Regions from separate parts of the Sus scrofa genome. Here region 2 is linked to region 1. Evidence: chromatin contacts called from public Hi-C data. All regions are on one chromosome and are shown on one strand. The core of a region is the stretch at or near the end of the contact, and the rest is flanking DNA. Distances in the headings are between cores, read along the strand shown.

What was found. Hi-C and Micro-C count contacts between places; a contact is called where the count stands out from the background.
Region 2: a Hi-C map of omental adipose tissue shows a contact between it and region 1, with 2.0 times the contacts expected there. The contact joins two enhancer-like sites. A contact is called at or near these places in 3 of 5 promoter capture datasets (fetal liver, fetal skeletal muscle and liver), 21 of 47 Hi-C or Micro-C datasets (alveolar macrophages, blood, brain and 13 more) and 2 of 2 datasets of contacts at active chromatin or transcription factors (alveolar macrophages and skeletal muscle).

What each region holds. Positions count from the first base shown.
Region 1 is chr12:20,286,474-20,289,173 of Sscrofa11.1, forward strand. ATP6V0A1 (V-type proton ATPase 116 kDa subunit a) reads right to left here. Exons shown (of 22, transcript XM_013980945.2): 22 at 1,936-2,700. Among named protein-coding and RNA genes, the nearest start is that of HSD17B1, 16 kb to the left of the region's middle. Within about 2 kb of position 1,373, at least 36 of the 83 cell types and tissues checked have an H3K27ac peak or open chromatin away from gene starts, as enhancers often do. A contact at or near this core is called in epiblast stem cells, fetal liver, omental adipose tissue and 1 more, where this site is marked.
Region 2 is chr12:20,475,898-20,478,597 of Sscrofa11.1, forward strand. It overlaps STAT5A (signal transducer and activator of transcription 5A), which reads right to left. Exons shown (of 19, transcript NM_214290.1): 15 at 2,488-2,618; 16 at 1,882-2,037; 17 at 1,167-1,233; 18 at 720-827. Among named protein-coding and RNA genes, the nearest start is that of STAT5A, 22 kb to the right of the region's middle. Within about 2 kb of position 1,339, at least 11 of the 83 cell types and tissues checked have an H3K27ac peak or open chromatin away from gene starts, as enhancers often do. A contact at or near this core is called in epiblast stem cells, fetal liver, omental adipose tissue and 1 more, where this site is marked.

The sequences.
Region 1 (2,700 bases), core at 123-2,622:
ATGAGGTTGCAGGTTTTTTTTTTTTTTTTTGCGGAAAAAAAAAATATGGTTGCAGGTTTGATACCTGGCCTTGCTCAGTGGGTTAAGGATCCGGCGTTGCCATGAGCTGTGGTGTAGGTTGCAGATGTGGCTCAGATTCCGCGTTGCTGTGGCTCTGGCGTAGGCCAGCAGCTCTGATTAGACCCCTAGCCTGGGAACCTCCATATGCCGAGGGAGTGGCCCTAGAAAAGGCAAAAAGACAAAAAAAAAAAAAAAAAAAAAGAAAGAAAAAAGAAAGAAAAAAGTAGAGGCTATAGGAGTTCCTGTTGTGGCTCAGCAGTTAACGAACCCGAGTAGCATCGATGAGGACATGGATTCGATCCCTGGCTTCACTCTGTGGGTTGAGATCCTGCATTGCTGTGGCTGGGTGTAGGCCAGTGGCTACAGCTCTGATTCGACCCCTAGCCTGGGAACCTCCATGTGCTGCGGGTACGGCCCTAAAGAGGCAAAAAGACAAAAAGACAAAAAAAAAAAAAAAAAAAAAAGTAGAGGTTATCATTTTCTATGGCAAATCTGACTCCTGCAGGCTGAGGGAGTGAGAACACATGCAGACAGGGGCTCCGAGGGGCTGGGGCTCTAGGATGACCACCCATGCTCCTGCTGGTGAGACCCCAGAGAACCCAGAGCAGGCAAGCAAGGGGACTGCAGGGCTCCCGCTGCAGCCAGCATGCCCCCCACCTTTTGAGTCAGTAACAGAGCAGAGGCTAAAAGAGCTCATTTACCTGAATGTTCACTTTTAACTTTTGTCTTTTTAGGGCCACACCCTTGTTATTATAGAAGTTCCCAGACTAGGGGTCGAACTGGAGCTGCAGCTGCTGGCCTACACCACAGCCAAGCAACGAGGGATCCAAGCTGAATCTTCGACCCACACCACAGCTCACAGCAATGCCGGATCCTTGACCCACTGAGCAAGGCTGGAGATCGAACATTCATCCTCATGGATACCAGTCGGGTCCACTAACCACCCAGCCACGACAGGAACTCCATGAACTTTTTTTTTTTTGGCCTTGCCTACACGATATGGAAGTTCCACCACCAAGGGCTGAATCTGTGCCACCGCAGCGACCTGGGTTGCTGCAGTGACAACGCCAGATACTTTAAAAGCACTGTACAGGGGAATTCCTAAACTTCTCATTTGAGGAGTGAGTGCTGGCTGCCGCCCACAGGCCTATTCTGGGGCAGGTGGCCTGGCAGGGAGGAGGCTGTGAGAAGCATGGAATGAACAGGGTGTCCCTGGCCCTCCTGGAGCAGCCGCTGTCAGCCTGCTTCACATTCCGGTGCAGCCCCTGCCCTGGAGGGAGGAATGGAGGGGGAGGGCCGAGAAAGAATGTGGACACCTTACATGGCAGTGAGGAGGGAGAAGGCACCCGCTAGGCCAGCCCACCTGCCTGGACAGCCCATTGGCTCTCAGGCTGCCTGCCTCAGCATCTCGAATCCTCCAGCTGCCCTGAGGAACCAACCCCACGCTGAGCCTCCACTTACACCAAGGCCAAAGGCACCAGGGCTCAAAATAGCCAGGCTGCTGAGCCCTGGAGAGCACACTTGCAGAAGAGGGAGAGGAGGGTGGGCAGATTCCCAGATGCCCCCCTCCCCCGCAGTCGTCCGCCAGGGGTTTTTGCGTGTGAGGCACTGGCAGGGAGACGGGTCCCCCAGTCCCCTCCCCACCAAGGGTAGTGTATGCAAACTGCTTTGGCTCAGGGAGTGGAGAGGCGCCTGGGAAACTTGAGATAAGGTGAGAATTTCACAAACTAACTGCCTGGCCAGGGCCACCGCAGCTGTGGCCTTTGATCAGGGAAAAAAGCAGAAATGCTGGCATTAAGATACTAGGTGGGCTCAAGAGGGCTGAGCCCTGAGCGACATGGGGGCTCTGGGCATGCAGACAGGCAGCCTCCCTGATAGAGTCAAACACACTTTATTCAGCACAGGAATGTCTGAACAGAAGGGCCTTGGGCAGGATTCCGGACAAAGAACCCTGCTTCAAACCCTGCTGTAAACAGAGCAAAGATCATGTAAACCACAGGGGCCAGACAGGAGGGGGCTCTGCACAAGGGCTGGGTCAGGTCACACTGGCTGGCGCGCGGTGAGGCCGGGGTGGGCGGCCCAGCCTGGGAGAGTCCAGTGAGCAGCTCTGAGCCGCTCCCTCAGACAAGCAGGGGGCGGGGTGGGATGGTCAGGGCCGACCAATTTAGGGGCTTCTCTCAACTATTGAAGGAGTGGGGCTCAATTTAGCTGAAGCAGCCAGTGCTGCACCAACACATGATCGAAAGGCCCCAAGATCCACATCCTGGTGTGGGGGTGACAGGGAGGTGGCCTCCTGGGGGTGCTCCCCACCAGCCCGCAGGGCAGGGCCACGCAGCTTTCACAGCCACACACACTGGCAGCCCTGCTAGCTGCTTCCACTCAGCAAACAGTAAATGATACGGACCTTCCTGGCCCAGGACCCACTCACCTGACTTGGGGTCGGGGGTGGGTGGGGGAGTGAGAGCGCTGGAGGGCAGACTCCCCCACCGGATGACTAGAGTGCTGCACTCAAGACTCATGATTAGGGGTGGGGAAAGGTCTCCAGGTCTGCACCAGGAAAGAGCATCAACTTGAACCCTCTGCCTAGAGTATGCTTGCGGTCGGGCTCAGGCCTGGCCCGAGACACAGCCAACCAAACAG
Region 2 (2,700 bases), core at 89-2,588, 190 kb after region 1:
CTCTGCCCGTGAAATCCCAGGCGTCATTCATGAAGTGCCTGGGAAGGCTGGGGTCTTACAGCCACATTACACCAGTCCTCGCAGCCACCTGTAAGGCAGGTATTTACTTCACTGTAGAGGAGGAAGCTAGGCTGGGCCGTGCTAGGAAACTTGTTCAGGGCCACGTGGATGGCAGGTGGCATCAGGATTGAAATTCCAGTCTTTGTGACTCTCAGGCCTGTGGTTGTCCCCCTACAGCAGGCCACCCACAACTCCAAAGACAATTAATTCTCTACTCCGGGAACTCCAGAGAGGAGCAGTTGATTCCCTGCTTCCTCCTAAAAACAACCCCCCTCCCCATCCAGAGCTACCCTGTCTCAAGCTCTTCCAACAGCCACACCCGTGCTAAAGGCTTCACCTGCCCTCTCTCCCTTCATCCTGACCCCAATCCCATGTGGTAGGTATATCTTGCCTCCATTTTACAGATGAGGAAACAGCTTCAGAGAGGCACAATAATTTTCCCAAGGTCACACAGCTAATCAGCACCAGAGCAAGGACTCTGCTATGTATAGTTTCAAAATGCTCTCTGCTTGTTATTGGCTGATCTCACCCACCCTGCACCCTGGCCTGGGCTGGGCTGGGGGTACTCAGACCTCGAGGAGCTCCGGACTCCTTGCCCACCAACCCTCCCGGAGCGCAGCCCAGTTCCTCCCACGGAGCCCCAGGAGAACACGACCTACTTCTGTGGGTATATGCTGTAATGAGCCTGGGGGCACACGGCTGGGGAGGGGGCCTGGTCCATGTAGGTGGCATTGCCCCCGGCAGAGTCTGAAGAGGCGCTCACAAACCTGGGGAGGAAGCAGAGCAGAGCCTCAGCGGCCTGGGGCGGGGGCAGGGGGGCAGCTGACTTGGGGAGGGGCTCAGGGCTTCATGACTCTTTCAGGTGCAGAAGGACAGAGTGCCCGCTGAGCCTGGGGTTCCGGCTGCGGGAGCCGGGTCCCTGGGTATGGGGCATGGGGGGGGGGGCCCTGGTGACCACGCCCAGCTCCCTCCCCAGAGCTGGGCCAGGTGTAGGGGGAAGGGAAGAGGAGGGGTGGCAATGGGAGGGAGGAGAGGTGGGGGGAGGCAAGCAGGGGCGGGGTAGGACCAAGGCAGCAGGAGACCAGAGCTGGACCCTGGACACTTACTCAGGGACCACTTGCTTGATCTGTGGCTTCACGTATCCGTCCACTGCTTTAGCTGCCGAGGCCGGAGCTGGGATAAGAACCAAAGTCTCTGGGAGCTCAGGGAGTAGAAACCCAGCCTTGTGGTTTGTCTCCTCCCCACATGGACATGGGGCCTCAGCAGGGATGAGATTTCCCACAGACTGCTGCCCAATAAACACCTGCTGACCCACCAGGCTGAGGGCCATCCAGGCCCCTCCTCCTGCTTCCTTTTCTGGCCACCTGCGTTCTCTCCCCCACCCCCACCCCCACCCAGGAAACCGAATCAACACGAAGGAGCCAGCACAGCCAATGGAAGGGGGACAGGTTAAAGGAGAAAAACCTGTCCATTTTGCCTCCTACACTCAACTTGGGGGCAGGGTCGAGGGTGGAGAGAGGTGAGGGCAGTTGATTAAGACGGGAGTGTTATCTGTGGCTATGCATTATCCCGGCTCCTCCCCCGACGCCGCAGCCTCTAACTCCAAAGGCACAGAAGAGAGAGCCCGCTCAGCATTTGGCTTTGCAGGGAGGAGAGCTGGGTCAGCGCTTTTGCTTTCTCTCCCTTCAACTCTGAGCCCGGCAGTCCCCTCCACGTGCCTGGCCCCATCCCACGGACCCACACCCCCAGGGGAAAGAGCCCCTGGGCTCTTCTTGGGGCGTCCCCGCCGCCCAGCCCCAGGAGTACCCCGGCAGCACGCACCGAGCACAGGAGTGTAGTACTTGGAGAAGACCTCGTCCTTGGGCCGGTCGGGAAACACATAGATGAGATAGCTCAGGTCCCCCAGCCGGTCCGCCAGGGACCGGATGGAGAAATCCCGCGTGGTGAAAGGCTTCAGATTCCACAGGTTACGGTCAGCTGGGAAAAGGCCAAGTTCATTCCCACAACCCACCGCCCTCAGGAGGAGGATTAGAGCTGTGGGGCTGGGGGCAGGCTTGCAGATACATCCGGGCTCTTACTAGCCTGCACTGCCGCCCACCTTTGTGCTTCTCGCTGGGCACAGGGCGAGCAAGTGACCACAGGCGAGCAGATACCAGCAAGGCTGGGCTGGGACGGAAAAGGCAAGCATGACACGGCAGGAAGACCTGCCTGCAGTTCAGGAGTCTCGGGGGCCAGTGATGTTAGGGCCTCCCAAATGGAAAACGACAGAAAAGGAGGGTGCTTCTGAGCAACATTCCACCCATCCCCCAAGCTCAGTTCCTATCTTTCCCAGCCCCTCAAAGATGCAGGCCTGAGGGAGCTTGGGGGACAAGGAAATGGGAGGCGGGGCTTCTGGGGGCTGGAATGTGGACAACACTGGGCACTCACGGGAGTCAAACTTCCAGGCAATGGTGATGCCCCCGATTTCTGAGTCGCTAAAGCGCAGCAGGAAGGTCCCATCGGGCTTGTTGATGAGCAGGTCATGGGCCTGTTGCTTATTCACGAAACCTAGGATGGCCCTGGGTGCATGCAGTATACAGGGTCACTGCCGGGCCAGCAGCCACTGTCCCCTGAGCCCTTGACCTCCCAACCCCTGAGCCC